7 separate regions of the Mus musculus genome follow, and all the other regions are linked to region 4. A link is a contact called in public HiChIP or PLAC-seq data. All regions are on one chromosome and are shown on one strand. The core of a region is the stretch at or near the end of the contact, and the rest is flanking DNA. Distances in the headings are between cores, read along the strand shown.

Evidence for each region. HiChIP or PLAC-seq counts read pairs in DNA pulled down with a chosen protein or histone mark.
Region 1: a contact with region 4 is called in an HNF4G HiChIP or PLAC-seq map of pancreatic cancer cells. The contact joins two enhancer-like sites. A contact is called at or near these places in 15 of 39 promoter capture datasets (the 3T3-L1 cell line, 3T3-L1-derived adipocytes, the HPC-7 cell line and 9 more) and 4 of 115 datasets of contacts at active chromatin or transcription factors (T-cell acute lymphoblastic leukemia, embryonic stem cells, pancreatic cancer cells and 1 more).
Region 2: an H3K27ac HiChIP or PLAC-seq map of SST interneurons shows a contact between it and region 4, with 7 times the contacts expected there. The contact joins two enhancer-like sites. A contact is called at or near these places in 2 of 484 Hi-C or Micro-C datasets (bone marrow-derived macrophages and granulocyte-monocyte progenitors) and 2 of 115 datasets of contacts at active chromatin or transcription factors (SST interneurons and embryonic stem cells).
Region 3: a contact with region 4 is called in an SMC1A HiChIP or PLAC-seq map of the NIH/3T3 cell line, with 17 times the contacts expected there. The contact joins two enhancer-like sites. A contact is called at or near these places in 1 of 15 datasets of contacts at CTCF or cohesin (the NIH/3T3 cell line), 1 of 484 Hi-C or Micro-C datasets (bone marrow-derived macrophages) and 1 of 115 datasets of contacts at active chromatin or transcription factors (fibro-adipogenic progenitors).
Region 5: an H3K27ac HiChIP or PLAC-seq map of SST interneurons shows a contact between it and region 4, with 9 times the contacts expected there. The contact joins two enhancer-like sites. A contact is called at or near these places in 3 of 15 datasets of contacts at CTCF or cohesin (the NIH/3T3 cell line, hippocampal excitatory neurons and pro-B cells), 6 of 484 Hi-C or Micro-C datasets (bone marrow-derived macrophages, cerebral cortex, cortical neurons and 3 more) and 3 of 115 datasets of contacts at active chromatin or transcription factors (SST interneurons, VIP interneurons and fibro-adipogenic progenitors).
Region 6: a FOXA1 HiChIP or PLAC-seq map of pancreatic cancer cells shows a contact between it and region 4. The contact joins two enhancer-like sites. A contact is called at or near these places in 1 of 15 datasets of contacts at CTCF or cohesin (large pre-B cells), 2 of 484 Hi-C or Micro-C datasets (bone marrow-derived macrophages and pancreatic cancer cells), 7 of 115 datasets of contacts at active chromatin or transcription factors (astrocytes, differentiating embryonic stem cells, embryonic stem cells and 3 more) and 2 of 9 other capture datasets (embryonic tail and embryonic trunk).
Region 7: a contact with region 4 is called in a FOXA1 HiChIP or PLAC-seq map of pancreatic cancer cells. The contact joins two enhancer-like sites. A contact is called at or near these places in 5 of 15 datasets of contacts at CTCF or cohesin (the NIH/3T3 cell line, embryonic stem cells, large pre-B cells and 2 more), 22 of 484 Hi-C or Micro-C datasets (the C10 cell line, the G1E-ER4 cell line, the HL-1 cell line and 14 more) and 5 of 115 datasets of contacts at active chromatin or transcription factors (SST interneurons, T-cell acute lymphoblastic leukemia, embryonic basal ganglia and 2 more).

What each region holds. Positions count from the first base shown.
Region 1 is chr1:184,015,319-184,018,018 of GRCm38.p6, reverse strand. The region is part of intron 2 of Gm39725 (a long non-coding RNA gene); the gene reads right to left. Among named protein-coding and RNA genes, the nearest start is that of Gm39725, 3.4 kb to the right of the region's middle. Within about 2 kb of position 1,423, at least 52 of the 459 cell types and tissues checked have an H3K27ac peak or open chromatin away from gene starts, as enhancers often do. A contact at or near this core is called in pancreatic cancer cells, where this site is marked.
Region 2 is chr1:183,980,997-183,983,752 of GRCm38.p6, reverse strand. No RefSeq gene overlaps it. Among named protein-coding and RNA genes, the nearest start is that of Gm39725, 31 kb to the left of the region's middle. Within about 2 kb of position 1,467, at least 22 of the 459 cell types and tissues checked have an H3K27ac peak or open chromatin away from gene starts, as enhancers often do. A contact at or near this core is called in SST interneurons, where this site is marked.
Region 3 is chr1:184,138,843-184,141,602 of GRCm38.p6, reverse strand. No RefSeq gene overlaps it. Among named protein-coding and RNA genes, the nearest start is that of Dusp10, 110 kb to the right of the region's middle. Within about 2 kb of position 1,267, at least 48 of the 459 cell types and tissues checked have an H3K27ac peak or open chromatin away from gene starts, as enhancers often do. A contact at or near this core is called in the NIH/3T3 cell line, where this site is marked.
Region 4 is chr1:183,440,641-183,443,549 of GRCm38.p6, reverse strand. No RefSeq gene overlaps it. Among named protein-coding and RNA genes, the nearest start is that of Hhipl2, 24 kb to the right of the region's middle. Within about 2 kb of position 1,354, at least 48 of the 459 cell types and tissues checked have an H3K27ac peak or open chromatin away from gene starts, as enhancers often do. A contact at or near this core is called in the HL-1 cell line, the NIH/3T3 cell line, SST interneurons and 1 more, where this site is marked.
Region 5 is chr1:184,192,279-184,195,058 of GRCm38.p6, reverse strand. No RefSeq gene overlaps it. Among named protein-coding and RNA genes, the nearest start is that of Gm34177, 140 kb to the left of the region's middle. Within about 2 kb of position 1,483, at least 3 of the 459 cell types and tissues checked have an H3K27ac peak or open chromatin away from gene starts, as enhancers often do. A contact at or near this core is called in SST interneurons, where this site is marked.
Region 6 is chr1:184,050,376-184,053,159 of GRCm38.p6, reverse strand. All of the region lies in intron 2 of Dusp10 (dual specificity phosphatase 10), which reads right to left. Among named protein-coding and RNA genes, the nearest start is that of Dusp10, 17 kb to the right of the region's middle. Within about 2 kb of position 1,274, at least 114 of the 459 cell types and tissues checked have an H3K27ac peak or open chromatin away from gene starts, as enhancers often do. A contact at or near this core is called in pancreatic cancer cells, where this site is marked.
Region 7 is chr1:184,259,593-184,262,292 of GRCm38.p6, reverse strand. No RefSeq gene overlaps it. Among named protein-coding and RNA genes, the nearest start is that of Gm34177, 68 kb to the left of the region's middle. Within about 2 kb of position 1,377, at least 82 of the 459 cell types and tissues checked have an H3K27ac peak or open chromatin away from gene starts, as enhancers often do. A contact at or near this core is called in the HL-1 cell line and pancreatic cancer cells, where this site is marked.

The DNA.
Region 1 (2,700 bases), core at 174-2,673, 570 kb before region 4:
AGACTCTTGTCAGCTCCTTGTAAAGTTTCCCTGGTTTCTCTCTCTTCCAGCTTTACCATTAGCACCCCTCATGCCTGCCAAACCATTGCCATTTTGATGTCTGCCCTTGACTTAGACCTGATTTATTTACTATCTCATTGTTGTCTCTGAGTTCACTAAGATATAATTTACAGAGTCTAGCCACAGCAGATGAGTTGGCCCATCTAATACTTCACCTGCTGCGGGACAGAGAGAAGGGAGCAGGTGGGCAAAGTGGCACAACCATTATGAGCCAAAAAATAGATTATGGCTGGAAACTCCCATCTTGATTTGGCCCAGGGGCCACGGGTATATTTGGCTGGCCCCTGACTGACATAATTATTATTGCCAGAAATTAATTTTAGCAAGAACTTGAAAGGAGGACATGGGTGATTAAAGTTCTAATAATAACATTTTTTAAAAAGTCTGGGTTAATGAATCTGTAACTCAGGCAAAAAAAATAAATAAATAAAATAAAAGAGGCTGTGAGTGTTCTGGGACCAGCACGTGGGACTGAGCTCTGAAAAATAAAAGGTATTTGGCTATGGAGTCAAGTAGGGCAAGGTTGGATCACATGGCCCCAAGAAAACTTAGGGAAAGGAGATAACACTTACTCTACAGTGGGACTGCTTCTGTAATTGAAAATGTGGATGAAGTAAAACTTTACAAAGCAGATATATGAGTGAGAGAGAGAGTGTGTGTGTGTGTGTGTGTGTGTGTGTGTGTGTGTGTAATCAGAAAACAAAAAACAAAACAAAGCCGGGCGTGGTGGCACACGCCTTTAATCCCAGCACTCTGGAGGCAGAGGCAGGCGGATTTCTGAGTTCGAGGCCAGCCTGGTCTACAGAGTGAGTTCCAGGACAGCCAGAGCTACACAGAGAAACCCCCTGTCTTGAAAAACCAAAAAACAAAAACAAAAACAAAAAAAAAACCAAAAAAACCCCCAAGTGTCAGTCTTTGGGGTCCACCTTAACACAGAGTCTCTTTGTTGTGTACCATTGATCAGCACATGCCAAGCTAATTTGCCAAGGAACTTCCAGAGGTTCTCCTGTCTCCATCTTCCACCTCTCTGTGGGAAAGTCTAGACTACAGATGCTTTGTCCAGCCTTAGACAGGTTCTTAGGTCCTCCCGTTTGTACTTTTCCCAGTGAGGCATCTCCCTGGTTCATCAAACAGTGTTTTAAATTCACTGTAGGTATCTGTGCGTGCGAGAGAAGGCCCACTGGTTCCTTTGGAAGAGGCCTGTGGGCATGAATAGTCTGCTGGGACCACTTTGGCTCTTCAGAGTGTTTACTTTGATTAGGCCAAGGTGCAGTCTGATTGGTGGATGTCTTGCTAGTTGTATAATATGGTATCATCCGAGGGTATAGAATTTCCTGCCTTTAGCTGGCTTAGGGTTTAGCAGATGAGAGACTCACAGATGACTCTGACTAAAGCCCTTTAGATCTTCACAACAATGCCTGGGTGTATTCTCCCAGCTGCATTCTGCAGATAAGAAAGCAGGAAGTTCAAGGGAAAAGGTGATCTTTCACATTCCACAGAACAAGAACCTCTCCTAGTTTGTCAACATCTGAGTTCAACCTCAGAGCTAGCCCTCATTATCCACGGCCTCCCTTTTGGAAATGGAGGGTTAACTGCAGCTGCCCACGCCTCAGTTTAGAAGTTTTTGATATTCTAAACTCAGGTTTTCAAATCTGATAGCTACATGAAGCTCACCCTTCCAGTCCTACCACTTCAATTTAAAAAAAAAAAAAAAAAAAACGAAACAAACTCCCCCAAAGCTTAGGTGATATAAGCCAAAGTCATAGAGTTGTCTTCAAGACTTTTATTAGGAATTGATGTGTAAGATTACACAGAGTAAAAAAAAAAAAAAAAAAAAAAAAAAAAAAAAAAGCATTACTGAACGAGAGAGCGGGTCACAGAGCAAAGAATATACAGGGGAGCGAGCATAGGGTCCCGTAGATCAGCATAAAAGGAACAGGAACGGGAAGAGGTATCCCGTCTGTTGACACTGGTGAAATACAGGTTAAAAACTGAAACGCTGATATTCACAGATGTAAACCTGAGGCTTCGGGAAAATCCCATTGTGAAGAGCACCATAATTTCCAGAGGCCGCGCGCGCGTGTGTGTGTGTGTGTGTGTGTGTGTGTGTGTGTGTATGTGTGGTTTCTCCTCATTCACAGCTTGTTGAGAGGCCACTAATGTCACTAGATCACGGCAACTGGACAAATGAGCTCTCCAGGAAATAAATGATGCCGGAGTCTGGACTCCCTGAGAGAGATGTGTAACTACAGGTTTTTCCTCCCGTGACCCAGTTCCCCAATAACTACTCGGAGGCTATATTGTTTATTAAATTCCTAGGCATAAGCTAGGCTGTCTCCCCAACTAGCTCCTAACTTCGACTAACCTGTTTGTACTATTCTTTGCCTGCCGCATGGCTAGCTACCTCTCCTGAGTTTCGTACATCCAACTTCCTCTGGGTGGGGAATCGCCTATGCTAGACTCTTTCCCACAGTTCTTTGCTCCTTGCTGGATGTCCTGCTTTCTAGTCTCCTCTCTCCTATAGGCCATAGGCATGTTATTGACAGGTTATACTTCCACACAGTATATAGAGATTATCCCTGCAGAGCCAAGAAGCCTGAATGATTTAACAGCTTTGTCCCTGCAACTGTCATGCACTTA
Region 2 (2,756 bases), core at 218-2,717, 540 kb before region 4:
ATCCACTGTCAACTCAAAACAGTAAAACAGAAGGATGTTTTCAAAACAGACATCCATTTAGAACAATATTTATGATATCCGGGAGAACAGGACAAGCCCAGATGATGTAAATAAGCAAGATTACTCAGAGAAGATAGAAATATGGGGACTTAGTTTCTTTTTCCATCATAGATTTTATAGTCCAGGGAATAATCTTAGGGATATCACAGAAGGGGAGCTAGTGGATAGGATTCAGGACTGGAGACGAGGGATTGGATGTTTGTATTGCTTGTCTCTCCATAAGCGTTCTTAGAGTCTGGTCAGATGATATCTGCCACTCCACAGGAACCCACAGGCCAGTGTTTACCAGCTTTCTTTATACGAAGGGCAGCTTGTTGGTCTGAGTGGCTCTCCAGGATTAAACACATACTTGTCGGTCGTGTTTCAAGCCTGACATTGTCACCCCACCCTCGGCTGTGCCTAGGTACTGCCATGGGTGGGAGTCAGATGGGGTAAAATTCTTCACAGAAAGACTCCAGTCTCCTGACCAGGTAGAGAAGAGTTTATCAGCTGGTAAAGGAGGAGTAAATTAGAATTCTTCCTGCTGCTAACACAGATGCTTTTGGAGGGTGAGTGCCTGTGTGTGTATGTGTTCCTTTGTATATACACATGTGTGTATGGTCTTTTACATGTGGGCATGTGTATATGTTCCTTTGTGTGTGCATGTGTTTGTGTGTCTCCATGTATACAGGTTCCTTTCTGTGTGTATGTGTGTGTACATGTGTGTGTATACATGACACCAAAGGTAGAGGTCAAGTGTATTCCTTAACTACTTTCTCCTTTGCTTTTCTTCTGCAAGGTCTTTCCTTGAACTCCAGTGCTTACGATTTTGAAGCAAGCGTTTACTGACTGAGCAGATTTTCACCTAACCCTTCCTTCCTTCCTTTAGTCTCAGGATACCTACTGACTCCACTCCCAGCATCATTCCAGAGCTCTGCAGTCCTTATTGACTTCTTGCTTGTAGCTGTCTCCCCAGCAGCCTCTCTGGGCTCTGAAGAATTCATTCCCACTTATCCTTCCCTTTCAAGATTCCGACTCTGTCAACATTTCCTGTTAGTGAAGTCACCCTTCACGTCCTCATCTCCTTATTGATTTACAATTTTCTACCCTCATTTTCAGAATATTTCAGAAGGAAGGGACATAAATATTTACACTGAATGCAATACATTTAACAGGAAGTCCTGTGGCTATTTATATATCTTTCTCTATTCATCAGTATCATTGGGCACAGATGTCTCATCGAAGGGCTTTGAGCACTTGGAGAAGTTAACTTGGCGAGGGAGACGGCCATGATGTCGCTTGTGTTTACCTGACCTAGCCAGGAGCTGGGACACGTGACTGCTCCCTCTCCCCTGATTAGCCTCACTGTGCAGGAAGATGCGAAGAGAGCAAGCGTCGGGCACAATATGCCAATTTCTCGATAATAGAATGTTCTGCTTGCATAGGAAGGAAACTGCAGCTGTTCGGTACAGATGGCGAATAGCTGACTGCATCTAGCAGGATTCAATGAACTGTGGCAAGTGAGGAGGCACGTGGAAAGAGAGGAGATGTGTAAACTAGTTCCTGCTTCCATGCAGGAAAAAATTCCCCGGATAATTAACATTTATTTAGATGTTTTTAAAAAGGAAAATGTCTCCTAAGCCACTCCTCAAAAGTCAATTCCCTAAATACTGTGTCCCCAAATGCACTCGGATTTGCCTCAGATGAATTAGATTTTTCAGGATTGATTTTGTACCACCTGTTCCAAAGTTTTTCGCACTGACTGCAGAAAGCAATAAGGTCAGAGGTCTGCGTGTATTTGTGTGTGTGTGTTGACATGTGTGTGCATGATATTTACTATTTTGGATGTGTTCATTTTGTTTCCAGATCTTCAAAATTAGAAGTTTAACATTGGGGACAATGATGTTGTTTTAAAATTTTTCTGTTTTCTGCGTCACCTTCCTATCTCCCTTCTAAATGTACAGTAAAAACGTTCATAAAAACTTACTAGCTTAATGGTGAACTAACTTATCAAAAAGGAATTCCTAACCCTCACCCCACCAAGAACAACTCTGAGTCTATGTGACAAAATCTGAAGGACCTTGGCTAAGAAGCCCCAGACTATAGTAGACTATAGAAGAAGCACAGACTATGATTCCACATACCCGAGGGACCCATAGCAGGACAGGAATAAAATGCTGGTGTCCAGAGCTGGGGAGGAGAGAAAGGGAACAGTGAGCTTGTATAAGGGATTCCAAGTTTCAGTTTGGGAAGACAGAAAGTTCTGGAAACAGACCACGGTAACCGCTTAAAGCTACAAAACTGATCACATGAAAATAAAGCCTGGGAATGGCAGAGGGAATAACTCAATCAGTAAGACTCTTGCCTTGGAAGAAGAATCTGAGTTTGATCCTCAGACTGTATTTAAAAAATGTGAGGCGTGGTGATGCAAGTTTGAATGCCTACTGCTTGGGGGGCAGAGGCAGTAGGCTTGCTGGGGCTCACTGGCTAGCCAGCCTGGTCTACTCAATGTGGAAGACTGTGTCTCAAAGGATGCAGATAGCATTTCAGAGGTTGTCCTCATGCCTCTACACACACACACACACACACACACACACACACACACACACACACACACTCACACACTCACACACTCACACACACACTCAGAAACCTATGTATGCATAAACAGATAGATGTCTCAGGAGGCATCCTAATGCCTGAACTGTTTGGAACCT
Region 3 (2,760 bases), core at 18-2,517, 700 kb before region 4:
TAGCAATGCACGGTCGGAAGTCTGTAAGGCATCTCTTAGGTTGTAGAGACGTTCACCTGCTGTTTCCATCTATGCTTCTTCTCCTTAACATTCGTTTCAGCAGGAGGCTGCTGAGACTCATGACTGACGGTCAGGATTGGACACAGGCCCACAGACTGAGTCTGCAGTTGGCTTCGATGTCATTACGGATCTGTGGTAGTTACTTTTCTGTTGCTGTGATAAACTTCTTGACAGAAGCAAGTTAAGAAAAAAAAATGGATCCATTTTTGGCTCGTAGTTCCAGTGGACATAGGAAGGCATGGTAGAGGAGTATGCGGCCAGCCTGCCTGTCAGGAGCAGAGTTCTCATATTTTATCTACACAAAGGAAGCAGAGAAAGGGGGGACAGGAAGTAGAATCTGGCTATAAGTCTCCACTACCGTCCCAAGTGATGTGTTTCCTCCAGCAAAACCCCACCTCCTAATGGTTCCTTAACTTCCCCCAAACAGAACCACCAACTGGAGATTGATTGTTCAAGTTCATGAGCCTGTGAAGGATATATCTCATTTAAACCAACACAAAAGAAATTTGTTCTATTTGGAGATCTCTAGAGATCTCTGAGAGAAACAGAAAGCTGAAAGCAGCAGCTTATGACCAGGAAAGGATAGGAATGAGCAATATTGTTGGGAACATCTGGGTTGGGCTTGTAACAGGAGAGGGGACCGGTTGAATGGGTCTGATGATAGAAGAATCGGGAAATCACAGAAGCATGTGATACGTCACATCAGACACATGACGTCACAGAGCCCACATACCACAGTCTGGCTGTAACTCGAGGGAGAAGTATACTCATCCAATTACTTTCCTTGGCACCTTAACCATCTATTTACAAGCTCTTAGGAGCTTAAATTACCCCAGGGCTGGGATGACAATATGAGTCTCCAGAATAAACAAATCCAACTTTATGGCAGGATGAGTCATCAACGGGAGGCCATTACAGCCATAGGCTAGTTCTCTTACAGGAGTGAACCCAGCCTGCATTATAACCCAGGAAGGGCACCTGTCCTTCCTCTACCTGGGGAAGAAAAAAAACAACAAGAGAGTTTCCATCCACAGGGTGACAGTTTTGACTAATCTTTTGGACAAGATTTTAGCTATTCTTAGATTTATAAATGAGTCAAATGTTGGTGTCTCGAATCTCAAGTGATTGGATTTCTTAACGCTATTGAGTAGGAACTGGCCTATGACTACTTTCATTGTTTTTCTGATCTCTCGGGTCAGCCCTACATTCCTGAGATTGAAAATAAACGTAATACAGTGCAAGCTGGGAGACTGGGAGCTGCATCACTTTTGTGGTTGCTGTGATAAAAATGCCAGGACCAAAAGCAACTCAGGGAATAAAATGTTTATTTTAACTTACAATTCTAGAGAGATGGAGTCCATCTTAGCAGCAGAGCTGCATGGAGGTGGGAGCAGGAAACTGGCTGATGACATTTTCTTCCACACACAGGAAGTGAGAAGAGAAGGAGGAGGGAGGAGAGAGACAGACAAACAGTCTAATGGGGGGAAGGGGAAGAGAGGCAGAGAGAGAGAGAGAGTAGGGAGGCTATAAAACCTCAATGTCTAGCCATGATGCATTCCTTCCAGTAAAGTTGAACCTCCTGAGAGTCCTACTACCTCCTCAAACAGTACCTCTAACTCAGTACCAAGTATTCAAATACGCAGGCTATCTCTCATTCAAACTACTACAGGAGCCACTGAAAACTTACTTCCACAAAATAAAACTTCCAAACAATAAATGGGCCGATAGACTGAACAGAGACTTCTTAAAAGAAGAAACCAAAATGAGCAGACAAAATTGAAATGTTCAGCATGCTTAGCCATTGTGTGGATGCAAATGAAGATCACTTTGAGTGCCCATCTCTTCCCACTGAGAGCATCAATCATCAAGAAAAGAAATGGCAACAAACACTGGTAGAAATGTGGGGAAAAGAGACACCTTATTCACTGGTGGTGGGAGGGCAAACATAGATGGGTAAGTGTACATTTATATGGAACCCACAGGCTTCAGAATAACTAAAGCAACCTGAATTCAAAGTGTGAGCAATCAGTCTTGGTACTGAGACCCATGAAATGGCCACAGGAATTGTGATAATATGGTAAGATGGCTCACTGGGTTAAGGAGCTTAAGGTCAAGGCTAATCTGGCGTTATTTCATCCCTGGATAATGTGTGGTGCAAGGAGTATCAGTCAGTCCCCTGGCATTGTCCTCTGAACCACACACAAGCATGGAATAGTATATATGAACATATATACACACACACTCACTCACACACACACATGGGGAAGATAGATAGACAGACAGACGGATCTAAAATACATAAATGTAAACAAGCAAAAAAATAGTCACTGCTCAGTTATATTAAACTCAGGAAAAAAACTCATGCATGATATTTGCTCATCAGTGGATTTTTGTGAGTTGCCTGCACTCAATAAAAACCAAAGATTAGCACTATGCTTTACTGTATCTTGTCATTTCTACAGTGAACCCTTTAATGCCTCCCTGTAGGCAGACAGTTTCTGGTGCCCGCTCCTGCACACTGGGAATGGCATCTGCCCAGGTATTTGACAACCTGAGCCTCTGTGTTCCACCTTGCTTTGTGAGCCCCGGTGAACAGGTTGTTTTTTATGGAGCTTTGATGAGCTGGGCAAACCTGAATCACTGGCTGATGTCACTTACTGCCCTCATGCCACCTGCTCCCGCTCCCTCTGACTCATGGGG
Region 4 (2,909 bases), core at 105-2,604:
CAGTGGCTCTTCAGAAACTCCTGGGAACAGGGAGTGATATACACCCAAAGGTCACCCACATATTTAAGAAACAAAATTCTTTGCTTGGGAGCACTGTCTTCTAGGCACGACATGGTAATTACATGTCTGAGCTCACAGCCGTTGTGATGACCTACACCGGACAAGGCCATCAGCATCTTAGGAGGGAAGAGGGGCTCTAGAGACCCAACTCCTCTCTGAGGAGCTCTGAGCAGCTCATGGCTACTGGGGGAAGGGAAAACACTTTCTTCAGTGGTGTGACCAACACTAAGTTGCCTGTGTTCCAGTAAACAACCTTTCATCCTCTAAGCATCCTAGTGAAATGCACCGGGCCAACGGCAACAAAAAACAACATGAAAGTTGAAAGGGGGGAGTGGGTGTTAGGAAGAGGGAGGGGACCAGGTTGGATGGGGTGGGAACAAGAGAGAGTGAATATAGCAGATGCTTTAGATGTGTGTATGGAAATACAGTGAAACTATTATGTATAATTAATATATTATTATGTTACTATGTATAATTGATATATTCCTACCACCCTGCTGTGTCTTTAGCCCGCCATCTTTCTCCTCCCCTTTCTTTCTGTCAAATCTGTGCTATAATGATCGGGTATTTGACTCTCTCAAAATACCAGAACCTGCTCTGCCCCATTTTCCAGGAACATAGTTCTCAATATCGGGGAGACTCTTCTGCACCATTTCAACCTGCTATTCGGGGTCCTTTTTCTTGAGTCTTTTGCTCAGTCCCCAGGCAAGGAAGCAGAAACCATTATCCAGAAATAGCCTGATCACGTTAAATCTTTAAGTCTACTAAACGGTCGCAAGCTGGGGTCCCAGCATCAGCACTGACAGCGAAAACAGGGGCCTGGGTGACAAAGCCCTTCCCTCTGAACTGTCACCACAGAATACTGTCCCTGCTGGATCGCATTCTTAGGGCCGGTACGGCCAGCACCAGATGGCTCAGATTCACCTGTGAAGCCAGGCCTGCTGAGAGACTTCATCTACGTTTGTGTTTTGATCCTTTGGAATCTGCAACCAGAGCCCCTGGCAGCAAACGTCCTTCTCCGCCAGTTCAAGCAAGAAAATGTACCTGCCGTGGTCGTGCTTGCTTCACTAGGCTGCTGACTTATTTTAAGAACTAAATCTCTCCTGTTACTCTATTTTCCTCTCTCAGGAGGAGTGTGTGAGCTCCAAGACTGATTTGCAGCCAGGGCAGGCAATCTCTTATGTGGTGACCTAGCGCCACCTACTGACTACTCACTTAACTGCAGCCAAGAGGACAACGAGGTCCTCTTGTAAGGAAAGTTTTCTCCGAATTCTTCTCTACTTACTCACCAGACTTTGCCTGGCAGTCTTGTGCTGTGCCCTTTTTATCTTTAATGTAAACAAGCGACGACTGTGTCACCAACAAGGAAGCTGGGCGAGTTCTTCACTTGCCAGCCCTGCCCCACCCTTTCTCCTTAGCAGCTGTTGCTTACAAATGATGAACTCAAGGCAGAGAAGCCGATGTGGTCTCCAGGTGTCCCCAGCACAGACACGGAGAGAGGTGGCCCTCTTGTCTTTATTTAGCCTTCCTGACCATGGTCTCTGAACTTGGAGTACAAGAATATTCTCCCAGTACTCTGCTCTTCACGTGCAAGAAAGAGGTAGAAGGTGTTTTCCACGGTAGCCTCTCAACACTTACTCAAAATAGAAGTCTTATTTCTAATAGATGCAGATGTCTCTCTTATGCTCAGGCTCACACCAGGGGCAGCTTATAAAAGCAGATACCATACAAGCTTATACACATATGCAGGAAGTGCTGCTGATTGGCTGATTTGGGTCAAAGCTCATTTTGGCTAACTATACAGAGCAGTTCTAACTAACCTCTGTTGTGCTCAGTTTCCAAGAGCAAAGAATTTAAGAGAATATGCAATCAACTTGCACATAAGGAAGTTTCCTTATAATACTAGTAACAGCGCAAAATGGCAGGCTAGCCACGTAAGAGTTACTTAGGCTTAACGTTATACCTAGGCCTTAACATTCCATCTAGCCCTTCAGTTCTACCTAGTCCTTATCAGTTCAAATGCATCCTCTGGTCTCCACATGTATGGCACTGCTATCAAAGGAAATTTAAAAAATACATGATCATGAGAGAAAAAACAAAAGAGAATAGATAGGCTTCTGGACAGGCGGCCTCTACAGCCCTTGCTGATGCTCTGTCGCTGCATGAAGCCCGAGCTGGTTCAGCACTGCCAGCTCCAGACTTCCAGTGCCTTACAGATATGTAGAGACTGAGATTTCTTGACCTTGGCACCACTGGGTCAAAGCGGTCTGTGTTACTGTGAAGCTGTCTGCTCACCACAAGCATCTAACAGTACCCCTATCTTTTGCTGAGGAAATGCCAGTCGCAACCCCAACCCCCGACTCCATCCTGTTACAACTATCAAAGTGTCTGCAGGTATTGCCATTGTTTCCCTGGGCTGGGAGGTGCAAAACCACCCCTGATTGAAAACCCTGGGTCTGGAGCTCAGGTTCCCAAGCTTGAATGTAAAATGATCCCCATAGTCTCGTGTATTTAAACGTTTGGTCCCAGTAGGTGGCGCTGTTTGGGGATATATATATATCAGGAGGATTCTGCATGGGTGAATAACGCTGCCCCCAGAAGACGTAAGTTATAAATAATGATCTCAGAGCCAGGCAGGCAATCCCTCCCTGTGAGTTATGGTTAAGGGGGCCCCCAGAGGCACCCGGCACAACACAGGCTGCTGCCATTGCTCTTGGTTGCCCTCCAGAACTAGATGGTGAGACCCCATTACCGAAGGTACCTCTCCCTTATGATGCACAACATAGAGAAACAACCCGAGCTGGCCAGGGAACTCTGCTGGCTTAGCTTACCCAGGCCAGAGGTCCTGT
Region 5 (2,780 bases), core at 234-2,733, 750 kb before region 4:
AACTCACATCCGCTTTCCCCACTTAACCTTCACCCCTGTCTGACAAAAACATTTTAAAACACCTCTAGTTTTGTCAAGTTTAGTTTCCCTTGTCTTTTCTGCTTGGAGAATTCTAGAGATACCTAACCAGCCTTGGAGATTGGCTATAAATTTTTCCTCTATATAGAAAAGATTACTTTATTTCTATTCCCACATCTTTTCTGTTAGTCCTTTGCTCACTCATTTATAAAATGCATACATTGAATACCAGTGATGTGACAGGTGAAGGGTGTAAACTGATGGGCACGTCGGCCCCTTCCACAGGACTAGTAAGCTGCAATGTGCCCAGTGCAACAGAACAGAGCCCGCAATGGAATGCAGTGCAGGAAGGCCCCAGCATCTCCTCTCTGATGTTCGTGAAGTCAGAGAGACCTTAGAACACAGCATCTGTTTTCACATTTAGAAACATAATCTGCTGGCATCATGCACGTTTAAACCCCCGGGTTTTCTGAGGCAGCGTTCTGAAGCCACACACATCGGTTTTCCCACAGTGAAGTGTGTTACTGTCCTCCACAAGTGGAAGAAGATTGCACTGCATTGAACATTATCAAAGGATTTTGATTTCCAGAGACTGGGGAGAGGTGGGATCTTCTGTTTCAGAATAGATGCTTGGTGTCTCACATGCGGAGCCTAAGTGCCCTAGTTTGCATTGCACGTGTGCTGCACATCAGACCAACATTTCTGAGTTGTCCTGCTTCCTCTGTTCCATCTACCTGTTTGTCTGCTGCTGCTTTTGTCCTGATTTCTCCATAGCCTTGTAACTCTGTGTATAGATTAAGGTTTCAATAAATGTTTGTTGAATGAGTCACAAACAAACATATATAGTTAAGATCTATGTAGATCACTATAATGCAGTACAAGGATTACAAAGAAAGGCAAGTTGCTTTGATGCTATGTGTGTGTGTGTGTGTGCATGTCTGAATCTGTGTGTGTGTGTTTGTGTGTGTGTATATATGTGTGTTCATGTATGTTAGTGTGTGTGTGTGTGTGCCCATTATGGATGTAGAACAAAGTCTATCCCGAGTTCAAAAGCTAAGAAGGAGCTTAGCAGGCCAGGGAAAGATGCTCCTGAAGGAACAGAATGATGTGGGATCATGGATATCATTCTTTCTTGGTGTTTGAGACAGGGTCTTTCATTGGCCAGGAACTTGCCAAGTAGGCTAGGCTGGGTGGACTCTGCCTGTCTCTGCCTCCTTGATCCAAGGATCATAAGCATGTGCCAACACCTTGCTTTCTCACATGAGTTCTGGGGAATCCAACCTCAGATCCTCATGCCTTGCAAACACTTTACCCACACAACCATCTCTCGAGCCCCCAGTAACTTTATGAGCTGTAAGCAGGCAGCCTCCAATGCAGGCTAATATGGCCACTAACAAGCTGAGCAGCCTTTCCTAACCATGAGCTTCGGCTCAGACCCAACACTGCACCAAAACCTCGCCTGCCTTCCTTCTGCCAAGAATAACCCAGTCTCGCAGCGGCAAGCTCTGAGAAGGTCTTGTTCTTTAGTGTTCCATGGTTAAGAGTCCTAATTAACTGTCTGCAGTGTAGATTCCCCCTCGTCGCCTCTGCAGCTTCTCAGCCAGGGCTACAGGGTTCATTTTTCCCATCTAGCGCCCTGGAAGGGGGTGGGGGTGCCAGTTCTAGTGTGCACACACCTGCAAACATACTCAGCTCTAGGCAGCCTTTGCTTTCTTCATCAGCAGAATTAAGCAGCAATAACACTGGCTGATGTTACTTTCAGTGTTGGAACCCAGGCTAATGATAAGTCTGTCTTATACCAACTGTAATGTCAAGAAAACCCTGACGCCTCTTGGATGGCTTTCCTTTGTGTGCAGTGCCAAGAGAAAAGGAAGAGGCCTCTATCTCATTGGAATGCAGTCAGGATGACCCACGTGGAGAGTCTGGCTTGTGCTGCGTGTTTCTTGGTGCGAGACACTTTCTGCAGTACACTGGCCCTCTCCCTTGTGTATCAGTGTTGACTGCGTGGCTCTCGATGCTTATCTCATTCCGTTGAATTGACACATGAGCCAAATGAAAGAGGGACAACAATTTGATGGATAAAATAAGTAATTTGGGTCTTGGCTTCTATTTCAGAGTATAAAACATTCTAGGAAGCCGATCTGATATAAGTGAGATAAATCATCTTGGCCTTTCAGTCGCCGAGACTGCAAGAAGTTCCTTATAAAATACCTACACTCAAGAGATTGTTTTTCTCCAGCTGCATGAATGGACCCAGACAGTGACTTGTCAAGCCCCAGCCTTATGGTCCTCTGAGCCTTCCGTGGCTACACTTCTTCAGCTGACACGAGTCACTCTTGTGATGTCTTCCAGGGGATGGAACCCCCTTAGCAACCTAGGGAGGATCCACAGTGACTCTCCTGGAAAGGACCCCTTTTCTCTCCATTCCTAGTCATAGAAATATTTTGAAATCAGAATTGAGGTCCCCCCCCAGAATCCCCTTGTTAGTTATCTTTTTCTTGCTATGATGACAAAATACCAGATAAAAGCAATCTGAGAAAGAAGGGATTTTGGCAATTTGGGAGTACAGTCCCATATGGCACAGAAGGCTTAGCCTCCGAGTGTGAGGCGGCTGGTGGCATTGTGGCCCCTGTCAGGAGGCGGAGAGAGGAATGCTGGGGGTCTGCTCAGTTTTTCCTTTCTCTGCAGCCTGAGTTCTCCACCCCTGAAATGAAGCTGGCTGCGTTTAGAGGCGGTCTTCCCACCTCAATTAACTGCATCTA
Region 6 (2,784 bases), core at 25-2,524, 610 kb before region 4:
TAGTCTGAGCAAAGCTAAAAACTAATGGCCTTGGAGGTGGGGGTGGGGGTGGGGGGACCTTGTCTATTTTAAGCCAGGAAGGAGAAAGCAAAACAAAATAGACCAAAAATAACCATACAAGACCATGGCTAAAATATCCAAACAGGGGTGTCCACAGAAAAGGCGCTGTTGGATATGACACCATATTTTTGAAACAAAGTGAGACACGCCACAAGTATGAATCCTAACAATGCAAATGACCAAGTAATGCAAATCCCTTACTTAGGGTTTTCCCACACAGTGCTTTCCTTACTGGAACAAAATCTCAACATCAATATTCAAGAATTTCTTGTAAGAAAGAGGCCAGCATGCTGGGCCACCACACCCCTCAGGTGACACCTAGGAGTTGAAATAGAGGGGGCCTCCAAAGGTGGGAAGGTCTTGGGCCTAGAAATATCACAGGTCTTCCTGCTGACCTGGAAGCCTTGCAGTCTAAAGCAGTCTTCCCAAGACCACATCATTTTGTAAGACTAGAGTGAAGGCTGCCTCTTGTCTCCAAGGAAATGGGGTTAGGGAAACAAGTCTTGCTATCTTACCAAGTGCTACGGTGTTCTCTCACCACCAGGGCCTTCAAGCAGACACTGGGTGCTTTCATCTCAGAATACTGCAATGCAGCTCTGACACAGCTCTGACAGCGACTCCAAGATTGACTCTTACAGAAAGCCACCACAATCCCCAACAGCGTTGGCCTCACTGCCAGTTGTAAGTGTGGTGTCTCTCAGGCCTCTGACACCTCTGACTAAATTGTCACTAGTTCTTTGCTTCCCCATAATACCCGGGGTTCAAGAATCCACTAGGATGATTCGCTGAACTCAGGAAAGCACTTTTGTTTGTGCTAATTAATGGCTTCACTATAAAGGATGCAAGCCAGGGCCAGCAAAATGAAAGCTGCACAACGTAGGCCCTAGTATTCCACACCGTGCACTTCTCTGTTCAGTCGTGTGAAATGAAGACACTCTATTTACCCTGCTGGCATGTCCCTGTGTGCAAGGAGGATGCCTGCCTGAGCTTCGAGGGCCAGGCTTCTGTGTTCTTCAGGATCATGTTTCACTAGGTGCAACTGGACTTGATTCATCATCAGCCCCGTGTCTGAACTTAATCCTCAGTCCAGCTTGCCTCTTCTGCGGAGGCTGGCTACATTCCAAGCTTCCGGGCCAGTCACAGGGCTGGCCCTTCTGATAGATGACCAGCTTGTCCCCTGAGTCATCTCATTAACATAAACTCAGGTGTGAGCCAAGGGGCTCTGCAGGAGCAGCTCAGGCACTCTTATCTCTCTGTAGATTCCAGAGGGTGAGAGATCATCTCCCACAACTCAGGGACAGAGGGCAGAAAAAAAAATCAATTTACAAGTCCATAGCCATAAATGTTGTGGACCTGGGAGTCAGCCTAGACTTCAGGCGACTTCGGTGTGACTCCAAGTGATTCTGTGAACCACTCTCAGCCTCTATTTTCTCATCTTAGAAAGAAATGATAACTTATCATTATACAAAGATTGGCCTCACTGGATAGAAATGTCAGCAGGATACTACATGGCAAGACTATTTTTTCTAGTCACTACCCTGAAATGTAAAGGGAAACAGGCCAAAATTAACACTAATAACATATTTGACCAAATTATGGTTTCAACATGCAGCTGAGTCTTTCACACTGCAACCCAAGAAGGGTTTCTGAAATCTGATAAGTATGATTCAGAGCTGCTTCAACTAGCTCTAGCGACCAGAATCAGGCAGGGCATAGCTACCAGGAGACAACAGCTCAGGTAAAGGTGATGTCCCCATTCAAGGAGTCCCTGCTGAGTGCCAAAGTCATTACTATCTGGCCATGTTAACAGAAAGGAGCATGTGTTTGTATGTGCAAGCATGTGTTCACATGGACAGAGTTAGCAACCAGTAACAGAAAATGATGGTTCTACAAGCTGCATTGCACCAGAAAGTGAGCTGTCTCCCCATAGATGAAATAGCCACTTTTCTCCAGAAAAGAACACTCCACCCCATTATCTGACAAGAGTTCTGTTCCCAAGTTTGTACATCACATCAGCACACACTGCAATCCTTAACAAAACAAAGCCACCACGGATAATGGCTTTTGATGGGCAAAGACCCCTGGAAGACACCATGTGGCCAGATCTGAAAGATTTGAGAGCTCTGAAGAGCTCTGGGAAGGTAAGGAAGAAAAGCTGAAGGAAGGAAGGAGCTGGGACCTGCTGAGTCACAAAATGATGTCCATGGACCTCAAGGGTTAATGTCAGAGCCACCAGCCACCACCAGTCAGTCCCAGCCAGCCAGGAATCCCACTCCACAGTGTGGAAAAGCTGTTCACTGAGAACCAGGAAAGCAGAGGTCCCTCGGAGATGAATGTCAAGGTCATGATTTGGACAACTTTGGAGCATCTGGTTCTCAGGCCTCAGAACGTTTTCCAAACGTTTTATAGAAGATGTGGAAGGTGGGCTGGGGAGACCGCCCAGTAGTCAAATGCAAGCAGAAGAGGCATGAGGACGTGAGTTTGCACTCCTTGGCAACCACGTGAAAGCCAGGTATAGGTACACACCTCAGGGGTTGGCTGGGGAGACAAAATCTTAGAAGGGATCTCACGGTCCAAGCAATGTAGCCCAAGTGTTCAATGTAGCCTAGGGTTCAGTGAAAGAGCAAGCCTCAAGCGTAAGTCAGAAGTCAAGTGAGACGGCTCAGCAGGGAAGGGCATGCTACACATGTGTGAGTGCCTGAGTTTGATTCCTGGACCCTGAAG
Region 7 (2,700 bases), core at 128-2,627, 820 kb before region 4:
TAGCTGTATACAACTCAAATGTCCTTCAGTAGAAAGAAGGCAGCCTGCACTGCACATAAATGCTGGGGGTAAAAGGAGCCAGTCTCAAGCTGTAACGTGCTATGAGAACAGTGACAGTCGTGAACTGCAGGTACAGGAGAGATGTGGCCATGAAGGACAATACCAAAGAGGTGCTGCCACCATGCTGGACCCCAGGTGTGGCCATGATACATCTTATTGAAATCTGTAGGACTGTACCTCACAGGGAAGGGAAATCAGGCATTCTCACAGACCTGGACACTCAGAGTCAGCTTCTCGGTCAGACTGATGATACCCTGTCACTAACACAGCATGCGTGAGCAGGAGCCGAGAGGGACGTGTGAGGCCCGTGGGTCTGATGATGACTTGGGAAGAGGTCTTGACACGGGGCAGGGAGGTGAGACAGACAGTAGATGGGGCCTGTGTGATTGAAAGGCAGGGATTTGGATGAGAAAGAAGCCTGGTCCCTGGGGCCTGTGAGCAGGTAGATGCCAGCTGGACCAAGTAGGAATGTGTCTTCTGTTGTGACTTTGCAACTGTGTTGCTTCACTTTGAGCAAACTGTTACTTCCAATCGGATAATGGCATTCGCTAGACTATAGGCAGACTGGAATAGGATCTGTGTGCAATTCCTCTTACATGGATAGCATTCTGATGCATCCCTCACGAAGCAGTAAGTGAATGACAGCTGGCACCAGAGCACTTTAATCCTCACGGGCCTTTACAGTGCTGCGTTCTGTTAATGAATGTGTGTTCATTAGTGCAGCTGCCTTCCAGCCATTGGGAAGCAGGGTGTGTGCTCTACCAACATGAGTAGAGTCTGTCACCAGGCTATTTGTGTGGCTCTCCTCAGGAGAAAGTCCCTAAAAGTGAGTCATGGCGATGGGTCACGTCCTATTTCATTGGTCTTTGAAACCAAAGCCTATGGCATGTCCTCTTGATGGTATCTACAGGAAATACCAGGGATGCCAGGGCAGATCTGGGAGAAGAGCACGCATCTGCCACGCTAAGCCACCAGGCAGCCACTCAATGGGTGTGTTTGCAGCACCATGGAGACCACGCTGGTCATTTCCCAGGGAACACAGTCCAAATCCAGAGCCCTGATCTGGATGGAAATACCGAGAATGCTAGGAAAGCAGATTGCTACATTAAGCCGGGCCTCAGTTTCCCCATCTGTGAGACAGAAGCCAGCACCACAACCTGGTGTGAATTTATGACAATCAAGGCCCTTGCTTAGAAGTTACTTCTGTGCCTGTCAGGGTGAAAACGAAAGTTGAAGTCAGCATTTCACTAGGGGGTTCAGCCTCTGAGATCTCTCAGCACAGCATGTTCCTGTGTGGAAGGGACTTTCCTAAAGTGAGGGCTGGGTATTTTAAGCAAAGGCACCCAGCTGTGAGACTACCAGGCTTGTTTCTCCAGTTGCTTCTCACTGGACCTGATTTCACTTGCATTTATTTCTGGAGAGCAGCTTCTAGTCTCTTCCCCTTCCCCTTCCCTTGCCCCTGCTGTTTCACAGCTGCCCTTTCAGCTTCTCCCTCCAATTCCCTGGGTCACAAGTGTTCTGCATCAAGGCGTGCCTGACTAATTAGCATCCATGTGTGATGTTGGGAGAAAGAACCCCAGAGAAAAAGCTGTAGGCCTATTTCTGCCAAATTGGAGTTGACCTAGCTTGGACAACTCTCCAGCATGCTCAGTCTTGACTCTTGATCCAGGTGCCATGGGGTCTTGGAAGAAGCCCCAGGAAGTATAGAGCCCTGTATACTTCCTATTCTAGAAGACAGGAGGGCTTCCTTTGTTTAGCAAGCTTCTTCTAAACTCTCCACCATCTTCAGACTCGAGGTCATGTGTGTCTCCTACCACCATAAGACTTTGCACCAGGGATACAGTGAGCATTTATCTAGTTAGTCATTAGTTATTGAGTGCCTACTGTGTGCAAGGGACTGAACTAAGAGCCAACCAGAGAGACTTATGGGGCAAACAGAATTTTATCCTGCAGGGAACTAAAGTAGGACAAGAAAGGAAACCTGGGCAGCAAAGAAAAGATCTTGACAGCAGCAAAGCAAAGGGCCAGTGAGGAGGCTCTAGGGTTCGAACAGTGGAGCATCTGAGTCCATTCTAAAAAGGACCGGAAACAGGCTCTCAGGGGAACATTTCTACATCAGTGTTTCGCATAGCTAAAAACACCACAGACTCGACTCAAGTACAAACTGATAGATGGGCAGATAAAGAAAGCCAAGCGTTATTCAGCTTCTGAGAGCAAGGGAAATTTGTAATACGCTGTGCGTGCCTCCTGGGGGCCTAGGAGGAGAACAGAAAGGGTGGTTCCTGTTTAGTGGTGTCGGGGTTTGGATTTATGAGAGACAAAGGTTGTAAAGGTGCAGGATAGTGACACATGAGACCTTCTAAGTGTGTGACGTCACTCAACGGTGTTCTTACAAATAGAGGTGGCTGTGTGTCTTTTAGAAGTTAAAAAAGTAGAAAAGGAAAAACATGCATAGTAGAGGAACTCAAAACCCAAACCCTACCTTGTCCCCGTGGGCTCCGTTCATCCCGAGCGAAATGAAGAGAGATTACACTTTGTGGCTTTGTTGCAGGTAATGACAACATATGCAACCCACTTGACACAAGGCAGGAAACAGTGAACAGAAATTGTTATGATCAACTTTGGCTGGCCCATAGTGAA